Regions from separate parts of the Oryctolagus cuniculus genome. Here region 2 is linked to region 1. A link is a contact called in public Micro-C data. All regions are on one chromosome and are shown on one strand. The core of a region is the stretch at or near the end of the contact, and the rest is flanking DNA. Distances in the headings are between cores, read along the strand shown. Region 1 holds the start of ATP6V0C (ATPase H+ transporting V0 subunit c). Region 2 holds the start of LOC100346422 (ATP-binding cassette sub-family A member 17).

Region 1 (3,726 bases), core at 765-3,264:
CCGGTTCCTTGTGCCCAAATGAGAGCTGAGGTTGGAGGTGATGATACCCGCCATGGAATAGGAACAGAGGCCCAGGGACTCCCAGGAGGGCTTCTGGAGGAGGGGCGAATCCCCAGGGAGGAGGGCGGAGGAGAGTTGGTGCTGACGGGGACACGGGTGACAGGGAGGGTCGTGTGGCTGTGGGGAGAGGGCTGGGCTGACTGGGGTGGCGGAGGGGGCTTGGGGCAGGCCGAGCGGGCTGGAGACTGGGACAAGGCCAGGCCAGATGTGAAGGTAGCTGCAGTGGGCGGGGTGGGAGTGCAGCCGGCAGCCTGCCCGCCCCCTCAGACACCAGAACTTGGGCAGAAAGCGAGGACGGATCCTGGGAGGGAAGTGGCTCCCTGGGGCAGCGCTCTGCCCACCCTGGGCAGTGGCCTGCCCTCCCCTCCCCCACCCCAGGCGGCTACCCTGACCGGAGCCAGCACCTTCTCCCTGGTCTGGGCTGCCCTGGCCCTGTACCCCACCTGCCGGCAGTTGTGTGGGCGGCACTGGGTATTCCCTCACCAGGGCAGTCCAGACTGGAAAGGTGCAGGTAGACAGGGACAAAGCCATGATGAGGCCAGGGTCACCCCGGGGAAGGGCAGAGCCAGGGACCCGCTGTGGAGGCCGGCACCAGGGCCTGGGCCTGCCCTTGCTCCTCCCATGACCTCTGGTGGACGAGGGAGTGAGTAGGAGAGCAGGGTGGCTGCTGGGGGAGCAGAGGCCCCCTTGGACACCCTCACAGATGTCCCTCCGCGCAGAGGCATGGCCGGCATCGGTGACCTTGGCAAGGGCAAGGAGCCAGGGGGTGAGGGGGGGTGAGGCAGTGGCAGGGATCCCTCTTTACAAGAGCCAGCACCCAGCAGGACGGCTCGAGGTGGGCGAGGCTCCCAGCCGCCTCTGCTATGCGACAGGTTGCCCCGGGCACGTTTGCCGCCGCTGGTGCCAGAGGTGGCAGCCCTGGCCAGACGAGAGGGCCGCTGTGCTGTTGAGAGGCAGGTGGAACCGGTGGCAGGCCCGGGCCAGCCGTGGCAACCCCACCAGCACCCAGGCCACGCAAGGAGAGGCCTCTATCCCTGAGACCATGGGGTGGGGGGCTCCAAGGAGACCAAGGCAGGCCAGGGGCAGCCACCTAGGGCTCCTGTAGGTGGGGTGGGAACAGACAGGCAGAGCCGGCTGTGGGCACAAGGCAGCCACCGGGGCTCTGGGAACGGCTGGACTCCATTCCAGGACGGGGGACCTAAGGGCGTGGGGGCTGCCGGGACAGGCAGGAGGCCCGGGATGCCCGCACACGCGCGGACCTCCGGGACAGCTTCCTCAGTGGCAAACCGGTGGTTTCCAATCAGTCACGCACACCTCGGGGGGCAGGCACCCCCCACCACCACCACCGAGGCGTGGGTGCGGACAGGGGCGACGTCGCCAGCAGCCGGGCCAGCGGACGCGGTGCCTGGGACTGCAGGAGAGAGGGGAGGGGACCCGGGAAGACAGCAGGGCTGCAGCCAGAGGCTGGGGAGCCGCGGGCGGGTGGAGGCGGCGGCCGGCGCCCCGGCTCCTCTGCTCGCCCCAGAGACCCGAGGTCCAGCCTGGCGTCCGGGGGAGTCGGATCGTTCCTGGGCCAAGGCCGTGAGAACACAGACGCGCAAGGAGGCGCCGGGAATGCACGCCAGGAACGCGAAGAAAAGCGTCTGTCGGAACCGAACACCTGCGGGCTCCGCGCAGCCGCAGAAGGGGCGGGGCGCCAAGAGGCCCCGCCCCGCATGCTAATCAGACCCCGCCCCGGCCCGGCCCGGGAGCCGGACGAGCCCAACGCCGCAGGGTTCTGGGGGCGGCCGGCGCCCGGCCGCGGACCACGGAGGCCGCGGCGGGCCGGGGCGGGGCAGGCGTCCGAGCCCGGGCGGGCGTGCTCCCGCGGCCCAGGCCCGGGGCGGTCAGCGGGGTCCCGGCGCCGTGGCTCCCCACCGGCGCGAAATGGCGCGGCCCCAGGGGCGGGGCCCGGGTCATGTGACGCGGCCGCGGCCGCCATTTTGTTCTGCGGTGCTGGTATTTAGAGCGCAGCGGCTGACGAGCCGGGTCGCTTTCCCCGCCGACGGTCCGTCTGCTTCTCGCCCGCCCGCCCGCCGCCCGCGCCCCCCGCCTCGGCCCGCTGAGCTAGCCCCTCCCCACCCGCAGACATGTCCGAGGCCAAGAACAACCCCGAGTATGCTGCGTTTTTCGCCGTCATGGGCGCCTCGTCCGCCATGATCTTCAGCGGTGAGCGCCGCGGCAGGAGGGAGCCGGGGGTCCGGGGGTTCGCCAGCGGCGCCCGCGGGGTTCGTGCCCGCAGCTCGCCGGGGTCCGGCGTGTGACGTCACTCTGACGCAATCCCGGGCTGTCGCGGGTGCCCGGGCTTCGCCGGACGGCGGGCGGGGGTCGAGTGTCCGGCGAGCGGGGCGTGCAGGCTTGCCCAGGGTGCGGGTCCCGGGGGTCCCGGGGGTCCCGTGCCCGCGGCTCTGCCCGCCGGGCCGCGTCAGTGCGGGGGTGGGGCGGCGGCGCTGCCATCTTAGCCCCGGGAGGCGAAAGGGAGGCTGGGGTGGGGGCGCGGGGGGCGGCGCGCGGCGCTGCGCCCGCTCTGCGCGGCCCCGTTTGGGGGCAGGTGTGACATCACACCTCGGACAGCTCCCCGCCCCCGGCGCCCGGCGCGGCGGGGGCGTCCCCGGCGCTGCCCTGGCCGCAGGCAGCCTGTGCCTCCCGCGAGGGTCCGCGGCCGCGCCTTTGTGGCGGCTCGGATGGCGAGGCGCAGGTGGGTCTGGACCCGGGTCAGGTGCTTCCGGTTCGGGCTCGGCTCGGTTTCCCAGTCGCGCCGTCTGTGTGGGCTGCGTGGGAAAGCTGAGTGGAGGGGCTGCCGCGGGTCAGTGCCGGGAGGTGGGTGCGAGGGGGGCCCGGGGCATGCGCGTTGCCGGCCGTGCGCCTCGGGCGGGAGTCTGGCCTCCTGGACCTGATGAATGGACACGGAGTGAATGACCTTCCTCCTCCGCCCAGCCCGGGGTGGGGGGCTGGGGGCCCTGCGTTTGAGGCTGGGCATGAAGGGTCCTGGAGAGCCCAGGCCGGGAGTGTGAACCCAGGTCGCAGCCCCTGTGGCCTGGCCTGGCCTGGGCCTCCCCCCTCCCCGAGGTTTTCACTGACCCTGCCCCGGCCCGCCCTGCCGCACCCTCCCGGTGCAGGTATGCGGAGGGTTTGAACTCCAAACAGCCTCTGCTGACTGTAAACACCTGTGGGCCGGGGGCCGGGGTGCTCCTGGGCCTGCCGGGCGTCACGGGATGCCGAGCGGCCGCCCCTCCCAGCCTGCGGGGAGAAGGGGTCATTTGTGGCGGGACTGCTGTGGTCTAGACTTCCCCTTCTCCCCAGGCGGCTCCTCGGGACAGACTGCTGGGCCGCCCCGCCCCCGCGCCTATGGAGATGCTGCCCTGGCCACCGGGTGGTCATTCATTCGGCAGCCCTTGATGGGGTCCTGGGGCAGCAGGACCCCTGTCCAGGTGGCCCTGGCGCCCCGGCCGCCTTCCGTCCACGCCCTGCACGTGGTGTCTGTGCCGCGAGGCCGTGGTTGAGGGCGGGCGGCCGCTGGCTTCAGCTCCACTCCAGCTGCCCCAGGCTGATAGGCCCGTGGAGGCCAGGCTCTCGGGCCAGATGGACCGCCTCAGACCTCGCTTCTGCGGGCCTAGGGGCCTCTCC
Region 2 (3,692 bases), core at 151-2,650, 160 kb before region 1:
GGCATTCTCGCGGCACTTTTACCTATTCCCCCCTTTCTCTCACGCTTCCACGAGGCAAACTTTCAAAAACGGCCGGAGTCTTCCCAAGTGTGCAAGAGGCAGGGGCAAAACTTCCTGATTCAAACGCTTCGGGTGCTCAGGAGGACCCAGAGGAAGGTGACCCCTGCGCCACGCCCGGGTCTGCACCCGACCCCGTGACTCGCTGCGCGAGCATTTCCCGGTGCCTGTCTCGCGTGGAGAGCCTGGCCCACAGGCCAGGAGGCACAGAGCAGCCCTCGGAGGGACAGCTTTCTCTGTGTCACTCCCAAGGAGGCGCAGCGGGCCGCGCCCCACACAACGCACACAGTGCACCTGCCGGAGCCCCGCGCCCAAACCGGGCCCTGCCCTCTGGGGCTTGGGGCCCACCGGGAAGAGAGCCCCAGCTGTAGGCGCACGCACCCCGCCCGCGCCCACCCCAGGGAGGGTGGCGGACACTCACGCCACTCAGGCTGGACCGTCGGGAATGAGGCGGGCGGGCGCAGGCTGAGTCCGGCAGGGCAGGGCGGGGCGGGGGCGCTTCCCTGCCGCTGCGGGCACCTGCGCCGAGAGGAGCGGGGCGTCCCCGCGGCCCCGCCTCGCCCCAGCCGGGGACGCGGGCGCCATGCCAGCCCCCGGCGCGCGGAGGCCCGCGCCCTGCTGCGACGGCGCCTTCGTCCACCTCTCGGCTCCGCACGCACAAAGGGCTCCGCGGGCACCAAGTTTCTGCAGCAGCGCCCGCAGGGAAGTGGACACACCCAAAGCGCCCCGAATCTAACAGCGCGGCGGGGGCTGCGGGAGACGCCTCGGGGCGGGGGTGCGGGGCTGCGGGAGAGGACGAGGGCGGGCAGAGCCGACCGGGCGTGGACGCGGCCCCGGAGCCGCGAGCCTGGGAGCGAGCGCGCGAACAGGGGTCCCGGCGGCACTCACCGACGCTCAGCGCCGGGGCGGCGGCGGCCGGCGCGCGGCCCTCTCGCAGTGTCCCCTCCCTCGGCACCCCCGGTTCTGCTCCAGCCCTGCAGGGGCTGCGGCGGCCGGCGGTGACAGCGCCCAGGCCGCCCCGCCGGAGAGCAGGCACCTGCCACCAGCGACCTGCGGGCGCACGGGGCGGCTCCGCTCCTGCAGGAGGAGCGCCGGCTCGCGCGTGCGCAGACCGTCGCCCCTGCAGGTGCCGGACCACCCCCGCCAGCTTCAGCCGCCTCAGCCTTACCGACCCGCGCCTGCGCAGTGCTCCGCGCCTGCCCTCCGTCCGGAGGGGGGCGCGCTGCACGGCGCGTGCGCATTCGGTCCTCCCTGCGGGTACGCGGCTCCCTCGCACCCACTCAACTGCGCGTGCGTAGTGCCCCGCCCGCGCCCGTGTCCGACAGGGGGCGCGCGGCGCGCGGGACGCCCGGGAAGCCCACACGGGCGGCGAGGCGGACGCCGGCAGGACTCGCTGGCCTACATGTGCTTCCGAAACAGAACTTTGACGCCTCTGGGCCGTTTTTCCGTTTCCCGTTCCTCGCTGTCTGTGCGTGGCCTGGCGCGTTACTCTTGTCACTAAGGACAGCGAGGAACCCTCTGGATCCGGCCCTTCCGGGCTGGCCGCGGGTTTAGGGGCGGTCCGGCATCCCCAGGTGTGGCCGCGTGGTGTCACCACAGGCAGGAGGGTCCCAAAGGGTCGGGGTCTGCTCAGGCCAGGGGGTCCCGGGGGTAGTTTCGGGCTGCAGGGGGGTCGGGGAGGCGCTGGGGTCACCTCAGGCCAGGGGGTCCCGGGGGTGGCCTGGGGTCTAGGTCACCTCAGGAGGGCGGGGGGGGGCACGCCGGGGTCACCTCAGGTAGGAGGGCGGGGGGGGGGTCCCTGGTGACGGGGTCAAAGGCCACAGCCGCAGGGGCTCGGGGTCACCTCAGGAGGGCGGGGGGGGGGGAATGCCGGGGTCACCTCAGGTAGGAGGGCGGGGAGTTCCTGGTGACGGGGTCAAAGGCCACAGCCTCAGGGACTCAGGGTCACCTCAGGAGAGGGGGGGCACGCCGGGGTCACCTCAGGTAGGAGGGCGGGGGGTTCGCGTGACGGGGTCAAAGGCCACAGCCTCAGGGGCTCGGGGTCACCCGGGCGTGGCGGGGGCTGGGCGGGTGGGGCCGCCGGACGGAGAGCTGGGCAGCGCGCGGCCAACAGTTTCCGCGGACCGGGTCCAGTGGGTCCCCGCTCCCCGCCGGACCCGACGCCGAGTCGCGCCCCCGGTGAGAGGCCGGCGGCCTGCGCCCCGCCGCTCCTGGGGCTCCTTCGGGCCGTGGGGTGCGGGCGTGTGCCCCTTTTGTTGTAGCCCTGCGCTACCTTGCGTGGTGGTCTGTGGGCCCCGAAGCGGACGCCGAGGACGGGGCTGTGTGTGCCGCCCGGGGTGTCCCGGGTCCCAGGGCGCCTGGCGCGGGGAGGTTCCAGCCAAATGCCTGTTAAACGGAGTCAGGGGGGCCTGCCCGGACTGGTGTGGCGGTGTCGTGTCACCTGTCTGAAGCTCCATGTCCTTATCCCTAGATTTCAACCGGTAACAATACTAATACTAATACTAATACTAATACTAATACTAATACTAATATAATGCTAATACTAATACTAATACTGGAGGGTTTTGCTTTTGTTTTTGAGGGTCGTGGGAGCAAATGCCTGTTTAACTGCTTATCACAATGCCTGGCACATAAATGCCAAATACATGATAGAATATTTTCCGACTAGTCTGTCTCATGAGCATGCGGGGAAAAAGATCATCGAAGGCAGTTACCGGATGGGTGGAGGGGAGCAAACACCTTAAAAACGTTTCCCCCTCGGTCACAGATTGCACAGCCCATGTCCCCAGACCCTGTCCTCTGGGCCCTGCCAGAGTGTGTGACCCTGGCCCACTGACTGGCTTTTCTCTTCACCTTGCCTCTTCTTCAATCTTTTTTTTTTCCTCCCAAAAAACCTGTTTTTGTGATTTCCAACTTGGATTGGTTAGAACTTGAAGTTTTCCCCAGCCTTTCCAGTTGTGTATAACCAAATGGAGGAACAAAGCTGTCGGACTCAGAATTTCGCTTAGATGAAAGGTGAGAGGCAGGTTACTGGAAAAGGGTATTTCCTAGATGAAGAGCTGCAAAGAGTACTACTTTTGTATCTTTGTTCTCAACTCTGCTGCCGACATTAGTATAAGCAGTCTAAGCGGGGAGCTGGAGCTCACCAGCAAAGAGGTGGCTGGTACACAGATTTCCGGCTCGGGGTTCCTGTTAAAAATTGTTGCCTACAGTGAGCTGGACCCTTCTGATGCCCTTTAGCAGCTAGTGAAAAAGTCATCAAATTGGACTCAATGCCCAATATTAAAAAAAAAAAAAAGCTAGATGCTCCCTCTCTAAGTGGGGGCTGAGTATATAGTATATATGATCATAATTTGTTCAGTCACCCAGGAGAGCTGAGACTGTTCAGGTTGCTGGACTCCTAACACGTCGTGGTGCCTGAATTCTCAATCACATTAGTATACTGCAAATAATCAAGTCTGCCAGGACATTGCTGAGTATACCCCTTGAGGTTACCAGGGCTCAAGTATGTCTTTCCTCAGAATCAGTAGCGAAAGCTATAGTGGATGGCGACACAAATCCTATAGCTTTACAAAAGGTAGAGGACCTAGCTATTACACCAATTGACATATATATATATATATATATAAATATAA

What was found. Hi-C and Micro-C count contacts between places; a contact is called where the count stands out from the background.
Region 2: a Micro-C map of ear pinna shows a contact between it and region 1, with 3 times the contacts expected there. The contact joins the promoter of LOC100346422 here to the promoter of ATP6V0C in region 1. A contact is called at or near these places in 2 of 6 Hi-C or Micro-C datasets (ear pinna and an unstated tissue).

The regions. Positions count from the first base shown.
Region 1 is chr19:32,798,605-32,802,330 of mOryCun1.1, reverse strand. ATP6V0C (ATPase H+ transporting V0 subunit c) reads left to right here and starts at 2,014. Exons shown (of 3, transcript XM_070064099.1): 1 at 2,014-2,268. The coding sequence starts at 2,190.
Region 2 is chr19:32,960,682-32,964,373 of mOryCun1.1, reverse strand. It overlaps LOC100346422 (ATP-binding cassette sub-family A member 17), which reads left to right and starts at 1,400. Exons shown (of 29, transcript XM_051836206.2): 1 at 1,400-1,631; 2 at 2,985-3,072. The coding sequence starts at 3,066. LOC100345135 (phospholipid-transporting ATPase ABCA3) reads right to left here and starts at 1,242. Exons shown (of 32, transcript XM_070064106.1): 1 at 1,226-1,242.